Linked DNA regions of Gossypium hirsutum: all the other regions are linked to region 1. A link is a contact called in public Hi-C data. All regions are on one chromosome and are shown on one strand. The core of a region is the stretch at or near the end of the contact, and the rest is flanking DNA. Distances in the headings are between cores, read along the strand shown. Region 1 holds the start of LOC107893937 (putative E3 ubiquitin-protein ligase LIN-1). Region 2 holds the start of LOC107961745 (enhancer of rudimentary homolog). Region 3 holds the start of LOC107961744.

Region 1 (2,700 bases), core at 92-2,591:
TTAGAGTTGTTCATGAATTGAGTCGGGTCCTAATGAAATTTTAGGTCCAATTGTTAGCTTTTGGTCTAGTCTAACCAAGAAAATGGGCTTAAATATTTGTCTAAACCCAGCCCGAATAAAAATGCTAAAATTTAGATCCAATCCGACTTGACCCGTATTAATTTTTTTAACTTCAATTTTATGTAAAAAAATTTAAAAAATATAATACACCAAATATACTTAAAACATTAAAATAAATGTTTCCCAACAAATTGAAAATAAATTAAAAAAGTGTTTATATTTAAATAACACTAAGATAAGTGGAGCTTAATAAGTAAATGCCTCTAAAATAGTAGCAAAATAAACAATAAAGTAAGTGTTATACAATATCCAAACATTAACAACAAAATAGTAGCAACATAATAGTGAAATGATAACAAATAGTGGCAAAAAGTGGGAAAATAACAACAAAAACAGCAAGGTTTTCTATTGAAAATTTAGGTTGGGTCGGACTCGGGGCCAAAAAAACATTACCCGAGATCTAACCCGTTTTCTATATGAACTTTTTTTTTGTCCAAACTCATTTTTTAAATTTATATTTTCACCCAAACTCTCTTATTTTTTTTGGACAGACTCGACTCAGGCAATGTACAACTCTAATTATAATTGATTTTCAACTTATGTACAACATAACAGTAAATAACAATATTTTATAAGCAATTAATAACATAAATATAAAAGGAGTACTAAATAATTTATAATAAAATATAAAAACATTATTTCATAAAATAATAAATTATATAAAACATAAAAATAAAAAATGATAATAAAAAGTAATTGTAAATTTATAACAAAAATTCTCAAATTTGTATAACTTAATAACAAAGTAAAAAATAGATATTTATATAAATATCATAATATTTTTAATACCAAAATGAAAATATATAATTTAAAAGTTTAACTTACAATTAAATTAATAATTACATATTTTTAAAATTACTAAACAAAATTAATTAGTTAATTTTTGTAAAACATATAATTTTTGTATTTTAAATAATTCACGTGTTAATACGTATAGAAAAAAATAAAATAAAAAATCATTACATATTTATTTTATTGATATTATGCTTTAATTTTTTATTATATTTATTTATATTTTAAAATTAAAATTAAAATTAATATTGATTTAATATAACACCGATTGTTTTTTTTTTTGACAAAAATCAGATTGGGCTTATTTGACCATAAAACGTAATATCCAACAAATCAAAACAGAAATAAACTAGACAAAAAGAGGCCTAACACTTAAGCTTTGGCCCAAAAGGAAATTCAAAAACTAAATTAAGAGTATTCTAGAATACCATAATTATAACCCCTATTCTGCACAATCAGAAAACCTGTTGCACGTCTTGTCTGCTAGGCTGGCATTTCTTCTTCAAGACGTTTTCACAATTCCAAAGGGGGCATTTAACACTTTGTCTGTTGATCTGCCCATTTTCACAGCTTCCCTTTCTTTCTCTTCTTCTCTATCCATTTTCAATCCGGTTCACACACACTATCATTTACTCTCTGAAATTCGGCATATTTAGGAACACTATCCACCAGGTATATCTCCTCCCTTTTCTTCATTGATTCTTTGGCTTGTAAATGTGCTAACATATTTGCTACTCTTGGGATATATGCAAACGTTAAGTTTCTAGATCTAAACATTATTTGCTGGATGTCATGTATATATGCTCCGATATGTGATTTTTCCTCTCTGTTTTCCTTGCATTTCTTGATGATTGATAATGAATCACCCTCAATATTGATCTTGGACCATTTCATCTCCATCCCGATTTGGACTGCTCTACAACAAGCGAGTGCCTCTGCAGTGAAAGCTGAGCCTATCTGGTGATGAATCTCTGAGCAAGATATTAAGGCCTTTCCTCCACTATTTCTAACCACTATCCCTGGAGCCGCTTGACTGATCTTTTATCATATGCTGCGTCAAAATCAATCTTCACTATCTGATCAGGTGGATGTTTCCATTTACTGACGTCCTGGGTAATTTTTTGTGTTTCTTTTTCATTCCCATCTACCTCACTGATGTAGCTCTGGACAAAATTTGCAGTTTCTTTCCCAGATCTACTAACTTTCTTATGTAATCTATTGTTTTTTTCTCCCCAGATTGCCTATAACGCGCAACAAAATAATCTACACAAGGAAATATTATTCTGGGCAAACACCCAGGTTAGCCATTGTAGAAATTCCATATTAGGTTCCTATAGAAGCTTCTGGAATGATAGTTCTATCCATATTGTCATTGATACAGGGCATTCCCAGAAGAGATGGTCCATTGTTTCCACTGCTGATTCACATCGAGGGCAGATTGCATATTAGTAATTAGCTTTCTGTATTGCATGTTAGCTCGTGTAGGCAAATAATTCCAGGAGATTTTCCAAACTGTAATCTTAATTTTGGAGGGTAGATAGCCATAGTTTTTTATAGAAATTGTTGTAGTCGGTCTGTAAAGCATAAGCACTAGGATCTTCCAACCTTGTTTATAGGCACTACGGATAGAGTATTCTCCCGAGAGTTCACCACTCCAAGCCAGGAAATCATCATGAGGAGCTTTCACCAGAGGAATATGCAGAATCTTCTCAGCTACTTTGTGAGGAAAGGTATTGACAATCTTCTCTCATTTCCAGCTTCTATTATGAACATCAATAAGCTCAGCAA
Region 2 (2,860 bases), core at 167-2,666, 210 kb after region 1:
TCAGGTTCTACAATGAAAAATCATGCCTTTAATAGACAGTTTTTAAGACACTTGATCAACACATGACTGAGTAAACATGAAATATTACATAAGATAGATGATAATGTTCAAAGAGAAAAGGGTGTACGAAAAAAAAAGATTGAAAGACATACACAAGGGCACTCATATCTGCAAGGCCATCAATAAAATTGTAAAGATCAACAATGTCATATGTGATGTTTCTTGTTGCTGGATTTAGCTCCTTAAGTTTCCTTTCATATAGTCCACATATACCTTCACACGTCAAATATTATAAAACTGTAAAGCTTGTCCAATCATTTGGAACCAGTAATTCGAAAAACACATGCATAATTAAATCTAAGGATCACTTCAAACATATGCATAATCTCCAAAAGGAACAGTCCACTCCCTGTACTAGAATCTGTTTTCAAGAACAAACTAATGAAGTATGAACTTAAAAATCATAGCAGCAGTCATCCAAAACAAACATTTAAGACAACAAATACACCGTCAATTTTGACACAAACCCGATTAATCCAAACCAGAACCAAATCCAATCCGATTTGATCATAAAAAGTTAATAACCCAAAGCTGTCCAACCTAAACTTGAATTAATCAAACCCAAAACTAATCCAAATCTGAAACCAAATCACCCGACCCTCAAACCCAAATCAGCCTGAACATGAAATGACCAAACCTAAAATTTGAGTTTGACCCTATCCTGATTGATCCAGTCCAAAACCAACCCAACCCGTGCAATTGATAGCTCTAATAACAAACAACAAAAAGCAAGACACTGTAAGCAAAAATAAACGAAAAGATACCATCCATGGCTTGAGTTACGGAAGAGTAATCCATAAATGTTCTCGTTGATCTGTTCTGTGAAGTTTGCATCAAAACAATGGTGTGCTTGTTTGCCTAAATTCCCAAACAAAATAACACATAGGCAATTAGGGGAAAAAATCACTAATACTAAAATAAGTTTGAGCGTAATTATAACGCGGGGAAAGAATTAATAAACCAACATTAGTTCCTAGCAAAGAAATATTCAATCTTTAAGTAATAAAAAGAAAATAGCTGCAATTTGCTCGGTTTCAAGAGCTGTGTGCCCTATTCTGTATTGAAAAGGAAACGCTTAACGAAACCCTAGTTTAAAGAGGCAAGAAAATGAATTTTTACAAGCAATATTTGATTGAATTTGGGGACAAAACAGAAGGAAAAGGGAATTACCATGCGATTATGATAGATGGAACTGAAAGAGAGAATCTGCTGCCAACGTTAAACTGCTGAAATCAAATGCGGTTCCAATGGAAGTCCCCAAAACAGAGTTTTTTATCTTAAAATAAAATTAAATTAAGAAAGGTTAAAATGTGCTCTAAGTCCTTGTATCCTCTTGCATTTATAATTTAGTCTCTCTATTTTTAATTTCTTTGCTTTTTGGATTTTGATATTTAGGTCAAGTGTTGATTTTATTTTTGTTGTTAAATTTACTAGTGTAAAATTTTGAAATAGAAAATATTTACTTAAGTATCATATAATAAAAATGGTATTATAATATACTTGTATTGAACTGAAGAAGTTAACTCTTCTTAACAATTCAGCTTACATTTTTATATTCAAAATATAGAAAAATTAAAATTTTGAAAATACCAATAAAGGACTAAATTTCAAATGTTTAAATAGTATAAGAAGTTAAAGCATATATTAACCAAATTAAAATTTTAAAAAGAGCAACTGATGTCTCCCTAGTCATTAGAATAGTTGACGAAGACTTTGACTTAAAGCATATATGTCGATATTTCTTTAAGGGCATGATTGTCCAAAAGAATTGAATTCTGGTTTAGGGTTAAGTAGATGAGTTTAGGCAGGTTCAGTGGTTAACTTAGTTTATTTCATTATGCGGGTCGATTTTCGATAATTAGATTTATTTAAATGATTTATAGACTAATTTACCTATAAAGACATATTTTCAAGTATATTTATGGAAATGGATTAATTTCTGCATTATTTATCGAAAATAGCTGATTTTGACAAAATGTGTGCACGTAGAAGCATTTTAGGGTGAAATTTCAGCAAAATGCGCCCTTGGGGAGCAATTTTGCCATGTCAACACAAAAGGCGCTGACGTGGACGCGCTTTACTAACGTGACGAAATCACTCCCCTAGGGGCGCGTTTTGCTCTGTGTTTTTTCTAGGTTAAGGCTTTTTGCATGTTTAGTCCTTAGGGTTTTTAGGGTTAGGGTTTTGATAAAATAATTTAGGCTTAGGTTTGTAGGGTTTAGGGTTTTGTTAAAATAATTTAGAGTTTTGGGTTTTAGGAATTTTAAAAAATAAATCAGGATTTATTTTTTAAAATTAATTAAATTAGGGTTTATGGGTTTAAAATAAATTAATTAAATTAAGGTTTAGTATTTTTTAAGAAAATTAATTAAATTAGGGTTTATTTTTTAAAATAATATTGTATTTAAGTTTAGGGTTTAGGGAAAATTTTATTGACAATAAGGATTTTTTTTTCCACAGTAGTTCCTGAAAAAATAATTTTGAGAATACGACTCTGAACAAATAGTGTGAAAAATGCTTCAGGTAGGATGCACTGTTAGTAAAATTATTGAAAAAAGCTCTCACGTGGACGCTCTTTTTCTATAGTAATTCCTGAAAAAATAATTTTGAGAAGAAGTTTCTGAACAAATAGTGCCAAAAACGCTTCAACTAGGATGCACTGTGAGCAAAATTACTGAAAAACTCTCACGTGGACGCTATTTTTCTACAGTAGTTCCTGAAAAATAATTTTGAGAAGACAGTTATGAACAAATAGTGTCAAAAAAGCTTTAAGCAGGATGCACTGTCAGTAAAATTGATT
Region 3 (2,728 bases), core at 48-2,547, 250 kb after region 1:
AGATTATAACTGGACACATAAACATATGAAAGTTTAGATCCTTATATTCTATACCATCAACAACAACGCCTAACCTATGCCAACTAAAGTGCATAAAACAGGTGTAATAATCAAAGAAAAAACTAAAATTTTAGGCAGAAACTAAAATTTTAGGAAGAAACAAACTCAAATCAACATCCTATATGCTGCAGAATCAAAACAAGAATCTAAAACTAATGAATTGATGTAATAAAAGAACTGTTTGATGATAAAAAAGAATGCGGCCTAGTTTTTGTCATATAGAAGGACTACAAAATAAGTAATTGAGGCAAAGGACTAACCTTTTGCAATTGCAAGAATTCCTGTAGTAGGGTTTGATGCTTCAATCTAGCCCTAGTTCCTTCATCAACCGAGTTCACAGAAACCCTTTTCATCTTTAATTATTAAAATTGAAACCCAATTATCTTTTTTTTAAATAAACCTTTCTCAAGAATATATATAGGCAAAAAGAGATGATCTTTTGCCCTAAAATTTATAGCCCAGAAAACCGTATCCCATTCCAATTAGGAGAAATAAAAAAGAAAATCCAAAGAACCCAAAAAAGCACTTGTTTTTATTAACTTGTTCAAATTGAAAAATCAAAACTTGAAGAAAAAGCAAGACGCCGTTCAAGGCGGAATTTTTATTGAAAGATAAAGAAAAAGGAAATAATAAGGAAGATGGGGAGAGAAAAGACAACTTTCTCTGAAACTGGATGGAGAATGTGAGAACCCGAAAAAGCCCATGAAGAAGAACATGGAAAGACTTTGAGTTGAAGGAGTGATGGGAAGATAGCGGTACAGAGAAGGGTAAATGCGGGAATTAAGAAAGTTCATATTTTTAATTTTTGGGGAATAGAGAGAGAGAGCTCTGTGGTTGGAGGACAATTGAAGACATATCTCCTTCTTTATCTGTCTTAGCTTTTCATATTTCTTTTTTTTTTTGAATATTTAGGGGTTTGTTTAGTACAATGGTAAAAGCTGGCTGGACCATTTTAGACAGAGAAAGGAAGGATGTTTGGATAATGGGAAGGCAGGACATAAATGGCTACTGTTTTGTTTTCATGGGACTCGGGGTTGCAGTTTTTCCTACAAAGAAAGAACCTTTTACATGGTTGGACTTGGCTGGATGGCCAGCACAGCTACAATATATATATTAATTATTAATTTTGATTACACTATGACTTGCTATGACTTTATAAAACATGTGTCTAAGACATTGACACCCTCACGGTTCAACTTTTTTTTTTCTAAACGGTTCTGTGCAACACCCCTTGATTAAATTATGCATATATGCGCTTTTTTTTATAAACTTTAAGAAATTAGGTTTTTTTTATATATTTATGAAAATAGATAATTTTTAGAGAGAAAATAAATATGTTTTATAGGGTGTATTTTCAGGCAATGGCAACCTCAATGATCATAATTCCAACGGCTACATCTCCAATAGTCATATTTTTTCTTATATAAACCATTCTAAACTCCATTCTTTTTCATTCAAACTTATTCATTCAATTCTTAATTCTCTCAATAATTTTGTTTATTCTTTTTGGTTTTATTTTATTCTTTATAATTTGTAAAATGACAAATCATCTTATTCATTTGGATGACAAACACTTCTCTAGTGTCCAATTACAAAAGATAAGAAAATAGTATTAAATTATTAAATTATAATTAGTTAATTATTATATTGTTGACATTATTAAATTTATAATTTTTTGTTCATATATTCAAGCCAAAGATAAAATTTTGGAGACATACATACACAATTTAAGTGTGAGTGCACTGGTTGCCATTCATGGACATTTGCGAGACGCGAGATTCTTGTACATGGTTTGTATTCTCAGGGGACTAAATTGGGTCCCTCACTTATCAGTGCTTCTTTGGTAGAAAGATGTAGACCCAAGATACACACATTCTATCTTCCCTACGATGAGTGTATAATTACACTCGAGGATGTTAGTTTACAACTCGGTCTACCAGTCGATGGTGAAGTCGTTACGGGGGTAGTAATAAGTGCCGATTGAAGTGCAACATGCAAGCTACTATTAGGGAAGGTGTTGAACAAGTTTGGGGGTAGTTGAATCGAGATGAGATGGTTGGAAGACAACTTCAAAAGTATCAACGTCTCCATGAGTGACGTTGACAAAGAACACTTCGCACACACATTCATCTTGAGGTTGATCGAAGGTCTGTTTATGCCAGATAAATCTCGAAATGTGGTACATTTAAGGTGGCTACTACTAGTAGTCAACTTGAAAGAAGCAGGATGACTCAATTGGGGATCAACGGTGTTGGCGACATTGTACTGAGAGATATGTTAGGATATGAAACGAGAAAAAAGTTACAGCGATTGCATGCTCATTCTTCAATCGTGGGCATGGTACCGACTACCATTTTTATGGCCCCAAGCGGACCCCCTTATGAATTCCCATTTGTAATATGGTAAAATTCATTTGATAATATCATTATCCTAATATTTATTTCATTATTGTAATTTTGAAATAACACATTATTTGAATAGGTGGAATAATCGTGCGACCACCTCGGATTGTCGTGAAATTTGGAACTTGGTTCGCCACCATCGGTGGAAACAATTCGTGATTTTACCGACCACACTTGTAGTAATACATGTAGTTTAGAGTTTTACGCTAATTTAGAAATTGCAAGAGATAATCGGGTATACATAAGGCGTAAGTGGATAGACATTG

What was found. Hi-C and Micro-C count contacts between places; a contact is called where the count stands out from the background.
Region 2: a contact with region 1 is called in a Hi-C map of leaf, with 4 times the contacts expected there. The contact joins the promoter of LOC107961745 here to the promoter of LOC107893937 in region 1. A contact is called at or near these places in 4 of 34 Hi-C or Micro-C datasets (callus and leaf).
Region 3: a Hi-C map of leaf shows a contact between it and region 1, with 2.1 times the contacts expected there. The contact joins the promoter of LOC107961744 here to the promoter of LOC107893937 in region 1. A contact is called at or near these places in 5 of 34 Hi-C or Micro-C datasets (leaf and petal).

What each region holds. Positions count from the first base shown.
Region 1 is chrA06:41,528,888-41,531,587 of Gossypium_hirsutum_v2.1, reverse strand. LOC107893937 (putative E3 ubiquitin-protein ligase LIN-1) reads left to right here and starts at 1,341. Exons shown (of 12, transcript XM_041115868.1): 1 at 1,341-1,584; 2 at 1,839-1,996; 3 at 2,149-2,211; 4 at 2,294-2,642.
Region 2 is chrA06:41,320,949-41,323,808 of Gossypium_hirsutum_v2.1, reverse strand. It overlaps LOC107961745 (enhancer of rudimentary homolog), which reads right to left and starts at 1,416. Exons shown (of 4, transcript XM_016897845.2): 1 at 1,231-1,416; 2 at 825-918; 3 at 153-273. The coding sequence starts at 1,233.
Region 3 is chrA06:41,276,664-41,279,391 of Gossypium_hirsutum_v2.1, reverse strand. LOC107961744 reads right to left here and starts at 1,297. Exons shown (of 4, transcript XM_016897843.2): 1 at 321-1,297. The coding sequence starts at 413.